Linked DNA regions of Pan troglodytes: region 1 is linked to region 2. A link is a contact called in public HiChIP or PLAC-seq data. All regions are on one chromosome and are shown on one strand. The core of a region is the stretch at or near the end of the contact, and the rest is flanking DNA. Distances in the headings are between cores, read along the strand shown. Region 1 holds the start of USE1 (unconventional SNARE in the ER 1). Region 2 holds the start of HAUS8 (HAUS augmin like complex subunit 8).

The links. HiChIP or PLAC-seq counts read pairs in DNA pulled down with a chosen protein or histone mark.
Region 1: an H3K4me3 HiChIP or PLAC-seq map of stem cell-derived excitatory neurons shows a contact between it and region 2, with 3 times the contacts expected there. The contact joins the promoter of USE1 here to the promoter of HAUS8 in region 2. A contact is called at or near these places in 1 of 7 Hi-C or Micro-C datasets (stem cell-derived neural progenitor cells) and 1 of 1 datasets of contacts at active chromatin or transcription factors (stem cell-derived excitatory neurons).

The regions. Positions count from the first base shown.
Region 1 is chr20:19,870,168-19,877,063 of NHGRI_mPanTro3-v2.0_pri, reverse strand. It overlaps USE1 (unconventional SNARE in the ER 1), which reads right to left and starts at 3,514. Exons shown (of 8, transcript XM_054673121.2): 1 at 3,304-3,514; 2 at 2,960-3,009; 3 at 2,740-2,818; 4 at 2,489-2,641; 5 at 1,352-1,361; 6 at 427-454. The coding sequence starts at 3,405. MYO9B (myosin IXB) reads right to left here. Exons shown (of 40, transcript XM_063801321.1): 40 at 3,880-4,020. The coding sequence ends at 3,989.
Region 2 is chr20:19,731,536-19,738,788 of NHGRI_mPanTro3-v2.0_pri, reverse strand. It overlaps HAUS8 (HAUS augmin like complex subunit 8), which reads left to right and starts at 4,564. Exons shown (of 11, transcript XM_001173112.6): 1 at 4,564-4,949; 2 at 7,001-7,062. The coding sequence starts at 4,921. It overlaps MYO9B (myosin IXB), which reads right to left and starts at 4,606. Exons shown (of 40, transcript XM_063801321.1): 1 at 4,469-4,606.

The DNA.
Region 1 (6,896 bases), core at 2,265-4,764, 140 kb before region 2:
TCTCGCTCTGTCACCCAGGCTGGAGTGCAATGGCATGATCTCCGCTCACTGTAATCTCCACCTCCCAGGTTCAAGCAGTTCTCCTGCCTCAGCCTCCTGAGTAGCTGGGACTACAGGCGCGTGCCACCATGCCCGGCTAATTTTTTGTATTTTTAGTAGAGACAGGGTTTTGCCATGTTGGCCAGGCTGGTCTTGAACTCCTGGCCTCAGGTGATCTGCCTGCCTCAGCCTCCCAAAGTGTTGGGATTACAGGCGTGAGCCACTGCGCCTGGCCTTTGACTTCTGGGAAGAGCATCCACAGAAGTGGCTTCTGGTTGGTTTAGATCCTTGTGGTAGTACCTCGGTGGTCCAGGGTTTGGCCACTGCTACCCCGTCCCTGCCGCACCGCCCAATTGCCACTACTGCCCCAGGGCCGCAGACACTCACGTTCTCTTCCTTACGTCCATCTCAGGCTCTGAAAGCAAAACAGGCCAAGCAAAAAAGGCGAGTGTTGGTTTCCCGTTTCCGGCATCCTGAGCATTGCCTGTGCTGGGTCTACTGCTTGGAATGCTGTTTCCTCATCTTGTCTGCTGCCCCGTTGGCTTCTGACCATGCTTGAATACCCCCTCTTCTAGGAGGGTCTCCTTACTCCTGTCTCGGTTCCCTCAGACCCCAGGTCCCTCCCTCCAGCCTAGCCTTGGTCCCATAGGCTGGCAGTGCCTAGCTTTAAAAAATTTATTTATTTGCTTATTTTTGAGACAGAGTCTCTCTCTGTCAACTAGGCTGGAGTGCACTGGCGCAATCTCAGCTCACTGCAACCTCTACCTCCCAGGCTCAAGCAATCATCCTCCCAAGTATGCTGGGACTACAGGTGTGCGTCACCACGCCTGGCTAATTTTTTTGCTTTTTTTTTTTTTTTTTTGAGACGGAGTCTTGCTCTGTCGCCCCCGGCTGGAGTGCAGTGGTGTGATCTCAGCTCATTGCAACCTCCACCTCCTGGGTTCAAGCAATTCTCCTGCCTCAGCCTCCCAAGTAGCTGGGACTACAGACACGTAGCACTGCATCCGGCTGAGTTTTGTATTTTTAGTAGAGACATGGTTTTGTCATGTTGGCCAGGTTGGTCTCAAACTCCTGACCTCAGGTGATCCACCTGCCTCAGCCTCCGAAATTACAGGTGTGAGCCACTGTGCCTAGCTTTGTTTCCTCTCGGGGCCATTTCCTCTGTCCTGGCTCTTCCTCCAGGTGTAATTTGGTGATGCTCCTGTTGGAGTCAGGGCATGGAGTCTCGGCATGGAGGCCCCGGGGCAGCAAGGATACATGTCTTGTCCTAGTCAGCTGGCCCTCAAGTCCTGTTGTGTTCATGGTGACTCACCTGCAGAGTCCTGTGGAAAGAAGTAAGTGGTATGAGGCTGGGTGCAGTGGCTCACTCCCAGCACTTTGGGAGGCCAAGGTGGGCAGATCACCTGAGGTCAGAAGTTCGAGACCAGCCTGGCCAACATAATGAAACTCCATCTCTACTAAAAATAGAAAAAATTAGCCAGGCGTGGTGGGGGTGCCTGTGATCCTAGTGACTTGGGAGGCTGAGGCAGGAGTATCGCTTGAACCTGGGAGGCGGAGGTTGCAGTGAGCCAAGATCGCGCCACCACACTCCAGCCTGGGCAACAAGAGCGAATCTCCATCTCAAAAAAAAAAAAAAGTAAATGCCATGAAGTCACCCCCCTTGTCTTGTTCCCAAACCTGTCCCTTCTGACCTCAACCTCCTCACCTTCAGTCAGGACATGGGGAAATCCCATGACCTCTGAGCCTGTTTCCTCAACCTTAAACTGGTAACGACAACTCATATTTTTTTTTTGAGACGGAGTTTCACTCTTATTGCCCAGGCTGGAGTGCAATGGCTTGATCTCAGCTCACCGCAACCTCTGCCTCCTGGGTTCAAGCGATTCTCCTGCCTCAGCCTCCTGAGTAGCTGGGATTACAGGCGTGAGCCACCATGCCCAGCTAATTTTGTATTTTTAGTAAAGACGGGGTTTCTCCATGTTGGTCAGGCTGGTCTTAACTCCTGACCTCAAATGATCCGCCCGCCTCGGCCTCCCAAAGTGCTGGGATTACAGGCGTGAGCTGCCGCGCCCGGCCACAACAACTCATATTTTAAAAGATTGAGCTGATCCACATAAAGTGCTCAGAAAGGAACTTGTCATCCTCTTTTACGGCTGAAGAAACTTACGTGTCTTGTAAGTTGCAAGCCAGGACTCAAACCCTGCTCTTGGGCCAACTCTGGAGCTTAACCAGACACATTCCATTTTTGCCTTGTACCAAATTCCTATTCATCTAGCAAAGCCTTAGCCACAATGCCCCTCTGTTGAGCAGCCTTGTGTGATGACCCAGGGAAGAGATTGCTGGACCCCCTTAGGGTTCCTGTATCTGACAGTATTGTGGTTCTGGCTGCCTGCAAGCATAGAACCCCTATTCCTGTCCAAGGGATTCCCAGGGACCAGGGAAGGAGCCCTACCGTGCCTAGTAGCTCACTCCGCATCTCGCTGGTGTACCGCGCCCGTGACTGCAGATGCACCGTCTTTGTGGCGGGCACTCGCTCTCTGGCTGTGGTTGGCACACGGCCAGGGGCCAGGAACTGGTTGGCCAGTGCTTTCTCTGAGGAGGAGGTCTGCAGAAATGTGGGAAGATAAGTCACTGGAGGGGCAGGTCCTGGGGACCAAAGTGAGCGGTGATGGGGGCTGAGGGGGCAGGGGCACCCCTTCTCACCAGCTTCTCGGCTTGCAGCATCCCCTTCAGAAAATCCACCTTCCAGGAATATTCATTGATCACCTCAGAGGCCGGTTTGCTGGAAGGCAGGAAGAAGAAAAACAAAACCTGTCCATGGTCCCCAGCTCAGGGAAGGGTCCCAGCTGGGATAGCGGTACTGGGATGTCCCAGTAGCACAGCCACGTGCTGATGTGAAAGCCCTGAGGCTGCCTGCACTCACCTCGCGTGGACCTTCAGGGCCTGCAACATGTCCTCTAGGGCTCCCACGTACTGGGGAGGAAAAGCGGATTGTCACCCGGGGGTCTTTCCCATGTCCTGATCATGGGAGTCGGGGGGGCGGGACCGACAAATGGGAGGGGTCAAGCGTAAAGGAGGCGGGGCCAGTGGGGGAGGGGCGGAGTCCCAGGGACGGGGGCGGAAGCTACAGGTGGACGTGGCGGGACTGACCGGAAAGGGCGCTGCCCGAGAAGCTACTGGGGCCGGGGAGTCGGGCCAGGTGGCTTCCAACCCTAGGAATCACCCCCCGGGAGTCGGGCTCTACGCGGCAGTGCGAGATCCCCTCACCTTCTCCAGGCGCCACTCGTCCGGGTCCCGTTTCTCCGCTGCCATCGCCTCGCAGCGGGATAGCAGCCGCACCAGGTTTAGCTCCAGCCTCGACGCCGCCATTATCGCCCGGCCCTACACCGCCCCTTCCGCCGGCTCCATGTTAAGAGAGGGCGGAAGTGCCTTCAAGTGGCCTTCCGGGCGGATGTTTCCCCCGCGCTCGTTCGCTTGGCCCATCTTTGTTTGGAGCGGAAGTAATATCTTGTTGTGAGGCGGGGCGCTGGGCCGGGCGCGGTGGCTCAGGGCTGTAATGCCAGCATTTTAGGAGGCAGAGGTGGGAAAGGATTGCTTGAGGCCAGCCCGGGCAAGATAGCGCTACGCTATCTCTATTTTAAAAAAATAGGAGAGGCGCCACCCCATTCTTACTTAAGCGAATCACTTGCTTTTCTTCGAGAGCATGTTAACCCTTCGGGAATGATAGGACGACCGGGGTCTTCTGGTGTCAGACCCGCGTGCAGTGTGCCCTCTTGTTCTGTTTTGCCTGCTCAAAGTACCTCCCCGCACCCCACTCCTACCTGGATTCTTCCCAGTCGGAGCTATTTCACGTCCACACACCCTTCCCGATTTCTGTAGCCTGGGATTCGGGAATCCAAGGCTTCCCCCACCTCAGCAGGGCTCATCTGTATTGTGGTTATGGGTTTCCAGGTCACAGCTCCAGCTCTGATTCCATCCTCGGCCCTGGGAGAGTTTAACTTTTCTGGATCCGTTTCTTCCCCCGGGAAATGGACAGTGTGACAGTACCTGCCTCAAGGGGGATATGAGACAGCTCTGCCCGAGAGTGAGCAAGGTGGGGCTGGGTCCCCCCTAACGCCCAGACCCCCATGGAGAACCCCTTCCCAGCCCACCTCAGTACCTGGAAGCTGAGTACCCCTATGCCTGCAGTGCCTCTCTTCTGGAGTGACAGGATGAGGGTGGGGGCTTCACAGGAACCAGGGCCTGGCATGCAGCCTTCATATTTTCCCACACCTTAGGTCATCTGCACCTTGGTTACACCAGTGGGCCTGATGTCCTTGAAAAATACCATAGACGGCTAGGTGCGGTGGCTCACGCCTGTAATCCCAGCACTTAGGGAGGCTGAGGCAGATGGATCACCTGAGGTCAGGAGTTTGAGACCAGCCTGGCCAACATAGTGAAACCCCATCTCTACTAAAAATACATAAATTAGCCGGGCGTGATGGTGGGTGCCTGTAATCCCAGCTACTTGGGAGGCCGAGGCAGGAGAATTGCTTGAACCCAGGAGGTGGACGTTGCAGTGAGCCGAGATTGTGCCACTGCACTCCAGCTTGGGCAACAAAGCAAGACTCCATCTCAAAAAAAAAAAAAAAAAAAAAAAAAAAAAGGAAAATACCATGGAGGGCCAGGTGCGGTGGCTCACGCCTGTAATCCCAGCACTTTGGGAGAGTGAGGTGGGTGGATCACTGGAGGTCAGGAGTTTGGACAGCAGCCTGGCCAACATGGTGAAACCCTGTCTCTCTCAAAAAACACAAAAATTAGCTGGGCTTGGTTGTGCGTGCCTGTAATCCCAGCTACTCGGGAGGCTGAGGCAGGAGAATCGCTTGAACCCGAGAGGTGGAGGCTGCAGTGGGCCGAGATCGCGCCAGTGCACTCCAGCCTGGGTGACAGAGTGAGACCGTGTTTCAAGAAAAAAACCCACAACAAACCATGGAGACCAAACCCAGGGCCCATCAAAGGGGCCTCTAGAGGCTGGCAGGGCAGAGTCTAAATCCCAGCCATGCCCCTCCCAGCTGTGTGGCCTTGGAGAAGCCCCTCAACCTCTGGCATGTGCTGTCTGAACTTGGGTTCTTCACGGCGCCCCAACCAATACCAGCCAGCCAGTTCCCACGACTCCCATCCGATGGCACCCTGGGAGCCCATCTGTTCCTGTCCTGCTGGGCCCACCAGGAACTGGCCACCTCCGCTGGATGGGTGACTGCTGCAGCTGACATTTAGGCTCCAGAGGCTGGGCACTGAATCAGGGAGGCCAGAGAGGGCTGCCAGGACAGCAGGCGCTCCTGGCCAAGTGAGGCTCTGCTGGGAGCTCCCTGTTTGCTGGAGGATCAAGACAGGTCTTTGAGGACAGTGTTCCACCCATATTCTGCACCCTTCTTGGCTGAGGCCACAGGGCAGACCCCCACCCACCGGCCCTGTTCTTCCAAGCCTGATCCCATATGAGCAGGCGTCCCATGCACACACTTCTCAGGCACTTTTTATTTCACGCTGTGCGGGGGCCCCTTGTCCCAGATTTGGAGCCACATGTCCAGGTGTCTGGGGGAGTGGGCCAAGCCTGAGAGAGGAGGGCCCTGCTCCAGAGATCCCCAGGTTGTCCCTGTTGACCTACAGGGAGGTCTGACTTCAGGCGTTGCCCTCCTGACCCGTGAGCAGTCCTGAGTCGCCGGCTCCTATTCTGTCACACGGGGTGGGTAGTGCCAAAACCAGCCTCCTGCAGCCCTTGGCGTCCGGAAGAGTGACAGCCACATTCAAGTCTCCCTGGCACGTGAGGTCCATGGTGCCCCTGACTCATGTCCTGGCTCCAGCCAATAGCCTAGACCCCCATGGAAGGTTCCAGCACGTCCTCAAATGCACATTGGCCAGGTGGCTGCCCCCCGGAGACATGTGTCAGAGAGGCACGGGTCAGGTGACCCAAGTGTCCAAAACTCTCATGGAGGGTCCCAGCCCATTGGCCACCCCAAGCCAACCACAGCAGGGGTCTGAGCCTCAGACGCGCAGTGGCCTGGTAGCTTCTGCTCTGACAGCTCACGTCCAGGTTATAAGGGAGACGGGCAGCGTTAATAGAAAACTTTGTACATACACATATAAAAAACCATTTGGTCTTCCATTAAGGCTGTTACAGTTTAAAGTTACGTAAACCACGTACAAAGAAACAGTTAAACGTACAAAAAGGGGAGTGGGGAGATGTGAGGCCGCAGGTGGAGATGTGGTGCTCCCCACAGGTGCGTCCATGATTTGGGGGCTGCGCGCGAGGGGGCCTGGCTCCAGCCGGCCTCTCCCTGCCTTGACTCTGCACTTGGGGCCGGTGCCCACCTCACGTCACTCTTGAGCTTTTGATTCTGGATCCTTCTCTGAGGGCCGAACACTAGCTCTGCAGCTCTGGCGCCCAGCTCCAGTGCAGGGGCCGTCCTCGGACATGCAGACTTTGTCAGCTGTGGCCCTCAGCCATTGGTCTGGCCCGAGGCGGGGGGCAGGCAGTACGTTGGGGGATCCGAGTACCTCCGCTTGGCCCCAGGTGGCTGGCCATCCTCTTCTAGGGGCTCCAGGGCGCCCTGCACTGGCAGGTCTGCCCCGGGCGTGATGTACACGGAATGTATCTGGTCCGGGCGGCGGGCAGGTGGCTCCCGGCGCCGCACTGGGGCAGCCGCCTCCTGGGCACCCGGTGCCCAGCGAGGCAGGTGGGAGGGCAGGCCTGGTGGGAGCTTGATGTTGGCGGTGGGCATGATGGGGGTCCGCCGGGGGGTCTTCACTCTGACCGTTACGAAGGACGACGGCCTTCGTCGTGCAGGGGCGGCCACGGTGGGGAGGGGGCTCGGGGCGGGCGC
Region 2 (7,253 bases), core at 3,315-5,814:
AAACGTCTGGCCTCTAGAACTGCAAGCCAATATACTTCTGTCGTTCTGGCCACCCAGCGTGCGGTTCTGTTACAGCAGCCCTAGCAAACTCAGGCACCCAGCAACAACAGTCATGAAACACCCCTAGCGGGGCTCCTTCTCTTGCACATACAGCCCTGTGCAGCAGGGCAGAGATGGGTTTTAAACAAGTGAGTCAGACAAGCATATCTTATTCATCACTCCGACGAACCCATGGGCTGAACCCTTGAATCACTACTTTATTTATCATCGGGCTCAGGCTCAGAAAGTCTCGCTGAGGAAATGAGTAGAACCCAAACTCGTCAGCTGCATTTCTGAAACATGCCTAATCTCTGAGGCTCTTTCCCAGCCACGATAGAAACTGAAAGGGAACGGGGCTCTGGGCTGCGGCGGTGGGCTGGTGTGGAGACAGAGCCCTTTGTTCTGCCACTCCAGGGACCACGAGGGCAGAAGAGAAGGGCTTGTCTTGCTTTGCCGAGAGGCCGCCTGGGGCCGTCTGAATGGCCGGCCGAGCAGGGGCAGCCTGGCACAGCTGGGCTGGGGATGCCGGGCACACAAAGGGCTGGTGGGTGGGGTGTGGGGGCAGCACCCAGAAGGGACCGTCAGTCCCGTGGCCCCAGAGCGTCTCCTCCAATCAAGGTAAAGCAGCAAAGTCATGGTCAAGGAGGGGGCCAAGCAGGGAAGGGGACAGCAAGATGGACCAAGAACAAAAATTCAGCAGTATGTGCTTGGGAACGGGCGGGCGAAAGGGCCCATGGAAGAGATAATGCAGCTTACAAAAGCGACGTTTATCCGGGGCAACCTCCAAAGTAGCTCTTGGGAGAGAATCTAATACCTCTAATCTCAGAAGAAAAGCAACAGATCATTCTAAGACGAGGACAGTTCCTCCAGAAATCCAGGTCAGTCACAAGACAAAGAAAAGACAAGGGCACCCGCTGTCCACCCTCGGGCACGTTGCCTACCCTCCCACAGTCCGTTCCTAACGGTTCCTCCTTTTTATCAAGACCCGCTCCCTCCTGATTAAGAACTGACTGGATGGCAGGATTCTGTTCCTGGTCTCTGCCCCTGTTCCCACTCTTAGTGGCAGTTTCTCAGGGGCTCCACAAACACCAAGGACCCACCGAGGCAATGATGGGCCCTAGAGGGGAACCAGGTTTTACTAACGAGCATCACATTTCACCTGGCGGGGGAGGTGATTCTGCCCCCAGGGGACACGTGGCCATGGCTGGAGTCATTTTCAGCTGTTACCCCTTGGAGGGGATGGAATACTACTGGCATCTCATGGGTGACAGCCAGGGACACTATTCCACATTCTACAGTGCACAGCCCCAAGTGTCAATGGTGATGCGGGTGAGAAACGGCCCTGGAGATTTGGGTTTCCCCAGTTAAAGGTTACTAAGGATCCTGCATGTTTCTAGAAAGCTCAAGGAACCATCTCTGAAGTCATCACCTGCCTGGGCCTGTTTCTGTATCAGGAAGATAAGAACAAGGACCCTCGCACTGCCGGTTGGCAGAATGAGAGAGCTGGGATGCCCTGTACAGGCCGGGCTTCAAAGGTATCTGCTTGTGCAATCCCTTCCACCCGGCGTGGTTTAACACGTGGTATCTTTCCAGGTTTGACCTGGGGCCAGCCACTACTTCCGAGGAAACTTGCTGGAATCCCCCTTGTCCTAAAGCTTGCATTGGTTGTCCCTAATTCTCCCTCCATAATATCTTGTGGCCCCTCTGTCACCATACTGATGACCTGATCTGAATTCCATTCTTTTTTTTAATTATTATTATTTTTGAGGGCGTCTTGCTCTGTCACCCAGACTGGAGTGCAATGGCGCAATCTTGGCTGGCTGCAAACTCCGCCTCCTGGGTTCAAGCAATTCTCCTGTCTCAGCCTCCAGAGTAGCTGGGACTACAGGCACACATCACCACGCCGGGCTAATTTTTGTATTTTTAGTGGAGACAGGGTTTCTCCATATTGGTCAGGCTGGTCTTGAACTCCTGACCTTGTGATCCACCCGCCTCGGCCTCCCAAAGGGATTACAGGCCTGAGCCACCGCGGCCCAGCTTGAACTCCACTCTTTCTGAAGAGGAAGTGCAAAGTTGTCGGGGGCGGGCATTAGCGTGTCCATCCTCTGGGTCATAACGATTCACCTCTGTCCCCAGGAATCTACCAAGTGTCTGGCACAATCAACCCTTGCCTAACTGAAATCTAGGCCCACCCAAGACACACCATTTGGAAGAGATGAGGAATGGGAAGCAGCAAGTTAACAAGTCCCTGTGGGGAGAGAATAACGAATCCTACAGCCAAACAGAAAGGGGAGATTCCCACGTCTCTACCTGCTCCACTGAGTCACCAGACTGGACCCGAGGGATGGTACTGCCTCGGGATTTCCAGAAATTTGCAGTTTCCAAAGCTTTGGGAATAGGTGCAATGTGCAAAAGCACCTTCAACACCGCAATTTTCTATTTGGACGATGAAGAAGCAGTTAAAAAAAAATCATTTTTGGATACAAACTGTAGAATGGAAAACGGAATAAAACTAGGATCATCGCAGCCAGGAATGGAGAGTGGGGGTGCTGTGAGGAGTTCAAGGCCGGGAGTTGGGGGACTTGGACTGGAGACAAGACGGTGATGAGAAGAGTTGGGTTTCAAGGTTGAAAAACGCTGATGGAGGTCAATTCATTCATTTTGCAGGTGAGAGGTCAGAAACAGGCACAGAGACTTGACCAAAGCCAGGATCTCCAACACAGTGCTCCCCCCACAAGACCCTGCTTGGCCATTCTCTAGCGGCAGGGAAGAGGCGATTGCAGGGCTGTGGGATCAGAAGATCCCGGTCCTGTTCTGTAGGCTAGTGCAAGCCTACAGTTCAATGTTTGCAGGAGGCATGACTGTGGGCTGTCACTGCATGTCCTGGGTCAAGCCAGGCCAAAGCCACCTTTCCTAAAGGCCAGGATATTCTGGAAGTGAAGGGGGTGCTTATCTTTCTGTGGCCCTCTTTATATTCCAGCTATCCAGGTTCATCTCCTGAATGAGCTATAAACTAAATATAAGCTGGGGTTCCCCAGCCCTTCTGGCAGATCCCAGATAAAGATCCCTACAGTTGGGAAAGGGGAGAAATGAATGCCAATCAAAAGCACCCTGCACAAAGTCCCTGCCAGGGCCACAAGAGCCAGGCCTGTCAGATGTGAATAACTTTCCTGTAGCCCAGGTCACCTCCGGCTGCTCCTGGACACCTTAAGATTCTGAAGACTCCAACATCAAAAAACAAACCTAGTTGGGACTCTCTGGCTGGAAAGTGTCCCCACCGGCTCCCACCTCAGACAAAGAAGCAGAGAAGCCATCCCTTAAAGACCCCTGGCCTCCAGGGTGCCCAGGAAAGAAAGGAGGGCTCGTGACTGTCGTGCCTCTCCAGGGCTGAGCTCAGAGCAACCGGGGGACAGATTTCCTGTACGTCGTTTTACCCATTTAAGTCCAAGGATGCAGCTCTGCGGAGGTGGCGACAGTCCTGTACATGAGGGTGCATGCACACTCCCTCCTGAAACACAGTTCCGGTCCCACAACCGGCCCTGAGGTCCCTTCCTTGGATCCAGGGAATCCCAGAATCCTGCTAGTCCTGTCTTAAGCGGAGGGTGGTGAAGTTTCCAAGACGAGGACACTGGCACAGAGGGTGTTGGGACTCGTCCCAGGTCACCCAGCTGTTAAGTGTGAAGTCAGGAGGGACACGAATCAAGAGGGGAGGGTGGGGGGACGGAATCTCCAGAGGCTGCACCTCAACATCTATCTGCACGGGGCCACTCTAACCCCTTCCTTCTCTTCCCTCCTCTCCGGGCCCTCCCTCCCTAAGCCTACCCTCAGTTCTTACCATGACTTCTACTCCGTTTACTTCCCTTCCAGCTCCCATTTCCCCGCTTCCCAATAGCCGGCTGCCGCATCAGTTAGTTCAGAACCCCCCGCATTTACTGAGCGCCCACTGGGGGCCAGGCGCCGCCCTCTTCTCAGACACCCTTCCTTCAATCGCGCGGGCAGACGTCCCCAGATCGCTCTCGCACCCCTTCCCCTCAACCGCACCCCGGCTGTCCCGCCCCTGGCCTTGCCCACTCCCCCAGCCTGGGCCTCTCGTTCCCGCCTCCGTGCCTCCCCACAACGCCGTTTCCTGCGACCCCCCAATTACCACTTAAGCCACGTCCTCTTCAGAGAAGCTGCTCAAAGCCACAAGACTCACCCCCCCCCACGCCCTCGAACTCCCTCACCAGCTCCATCCCCATCCACTTTCTCCTTCACCGTCTCGCTTCCACTTCATCCCCAGCAACCTCTCCAAGACCCCCAGGCTCGTTCCCGCCCCCTCGACCCCTGCCGTCGCGTCCCCCATCAGCCCTCAGCTCCGTCCCTCTTCTACGCAGCCCCCAAAGGCAGGCTTCGAGCTCGAGTCGCCAACCCGAGGCTGCCTGGTACTCACCTGGCCTCGGCCGCCGCGCGCCGCCGGTCCCGGGCCGGGTCCCCGGCCGGACGACCGCCTGCCAGCCCGCCGCTGCTCGAGCCGCTCCGCCCCGCCGCGCCCGCCGCTCCCCCGCGCGCTCCCGCTTCCGGGTTCCGGAGAGGCGGGGACGGGGGCGTGACGCCAGCGCTCCTAGGGGCGGGGCATCGCGAAAAGCCCCGCCCCTACTTTCCGACAGATCAGGTCCCACCCACCGCCCCTACCCACTACCGCCGATGGTGGGCGAGACCAAGTGCGAGGGGAGGACAGGCGAAGCGCGCGTCTGGGGCCGCGCTCTCCACACTTAGCCGGCGCTGCCTCACGCCTCGCAGCCACCCCTCCTGCGTCTCCACAAATGGTCCGACCCGCAAGCAAGGGGGCGGGTCCGGCTTTGAAAAGCCGGCGGGTCGGGCGTTGAGGTGGAAGGCGGGAAAATGGCGGATTCCTCGGGGCGAGGCGCTGGGTGAGTTGGGGCGTCCGCAGGTCTGGATTTGTAGACGCCATAGGGCTGGAGAGGATGGGCAGCGGAGTTGGGGAGTGAGGACCCTCGGGGTGAGTTCGGGTTCGACCCCGCCAGGAACTGCGTGGGCCCCTGAAGACCCCGATGGCGTGCTGCCTCTGCGCATGCTCCGGAGCGCAGACACCCGACCGGCCCTGAGTTCCGCGTCCTCGGCTGGGACGCTGGGCGACCTCCGGCAAGCGGCCTGACCGCCCAGTGCCTCGCTTTCCTCCGCTACGAAATGGGGCCGATGACGCAGCTCAACCTCGTACGCGTCGCGTGAGGCTGAAACGCGCTTAGATCGGCGCCTGGGTCTTTACTGTGATGTCGCTCTTGGAATTATCGTTATGCAGTGAACAAGTGTTGGGCGACCAAAGTGTCCCCTTTAATCCTCCCACGCGCTTTATTCTGTGCTCCCAGTTTACTGAGGAGATGATGGAGACCCAGGGAGGGGAAGTGACTTGCCTAGGGTAACACACCATGAACAGAAAGAAGTTGAATACTGACCGAGAGCTAGGCATGAATGATCATGAGGCTATATTTGTCTAGTTTTGTTAATTCTGCCAGTGTTGATTGTGCCAGGTGCAAACTGAAGTGAAATTGGCCAGCAAGAGGAATCACTCCACCGCCCCTTGCCGTAACCGATAGATTGACAGTAGCACCTCCCAGGTACAGGTGCAGTACCTGAGGCTCGCACAGGTTGTAGGGACCCCCCTCAGGTCGCAGCAGGTTCACCCAGGAGCCCATTCGGTTTGAGGCCACAGCCCTAGCACAGTCCCCAGAGGGAGTCTGTGCTCTTGTCTCTTTCTGGCTGTGAGACTGCCCCGGGGCTGACCTATGTAAAACCTGTGTGTCTTTGTTTTGCAGCGACGAAAAAGCAGGTGTGAACAGTTAGGAAGCTGTCGGGTTAGGAGGAGCCTATGGGCGAGCGCAGCTGCTGGCACCTGGCGAACACTTGCTAAGTTGCCTCTCCCCACGGTGGCCTGGAAGTGTCCCCAACATTGTCTGGGTCTCACTTTGGGGTCCTGGGAGCCTGCTTCAGAGGAGGTGGCCGCAGGGACCAGTGGAGCCGCCCTTGGTGATGGGAGCAGGAGTTACAGTGCCCTGGCCTTGGCCCTGCCCCTCCACTTGCCCACCCACTTGCCCCTCCTGTGTTGCTGGTGTCTGTTCTTGGATCCCTTCTTTTCTCACCAGCTCAGGCTGAAACCCTGAAACCCCTAGTCATCCCAGATTCTCCCTCTCCTGCACCCCCACAGCTGATGAGTCAGCGATTTCTATCTCAGGGTCCCTTCTTTCCTATTACATCAGGCTTCATTCTATTTTTATTTTTATTTTTATTTATTTATTTATTGAGACGGAGTCTCACTCTGTCACCCTGGCTGGAGTGCAATGGCGTGATCTTGGCTCACTGCAACCTCTGCCTCCCGGGTTCAAGCAATTCTCCTGTGTCAGTCTCCTGAGTAGGTGGGACTACAGGCGCATGCCACCACCCCAGCTCATTTTTGTATTTTTAGTAGAGATGGGGTTTCACCATGTTAGCCAGGATGGTCTCGATCTCCTGACCTCGTGATCCGCCAGCCTCAGCCTCCCAAAGTGAGGTACCTGCTGGGACCACTCCTCGTACCTGCCTGTCAAGATGTTGTTCTTCCCTTTCTGGGAAGGAGCTCTGTGTTTTGTTACCACTGTGTCTCTACTGGAATACAGTAGGTGCATCAATGTCTGGTGAATGAATGAACCCAGGGATAATTTGAGATCTGCTGTGATCTCTTCCACAGAGCTCTCATTACCCTCCTCTCTTCTCAGTTTGGGTGTTCACCTATGCCTTCTTGCCCAGGTGACCAGGGCTGGCTGCTCCTTGTGTCCCTTTTCCTGTTGAGGTGGCCCACCCTCACTGAAATTGTCCTCGGGCAGCCCTCGGACTGGGCTGTCTGAGCTTCAACTAGCAGGCACCTCGCCGGCTTCCCTGTGCTTCTTGGGCAGTGAGGTGAACAAGACCTCTCTCTCTTCTCTTGCAGGAAGCCTGCAACCGGCCCCACAAATTCTAGCAGTGCCAAGAAGAAGGATAAAAGAGTTCAAGGTAAGCAGTGTCAGGATCTCTTTAAGGAACATGGTTTTCTTCTTTCATTACGTGCTTTTGGAGGAAGAAAAAAACAGGCCAGAGAAGGGGGCCTGTGGCTTTACTTCCTTGTAGTCACACCTGTGGGGATTCTGGGTCTGGCCATCCCAGCCCTGTGGCGAGGACTGTGTCAGGAATGGTGGTGGTCATTT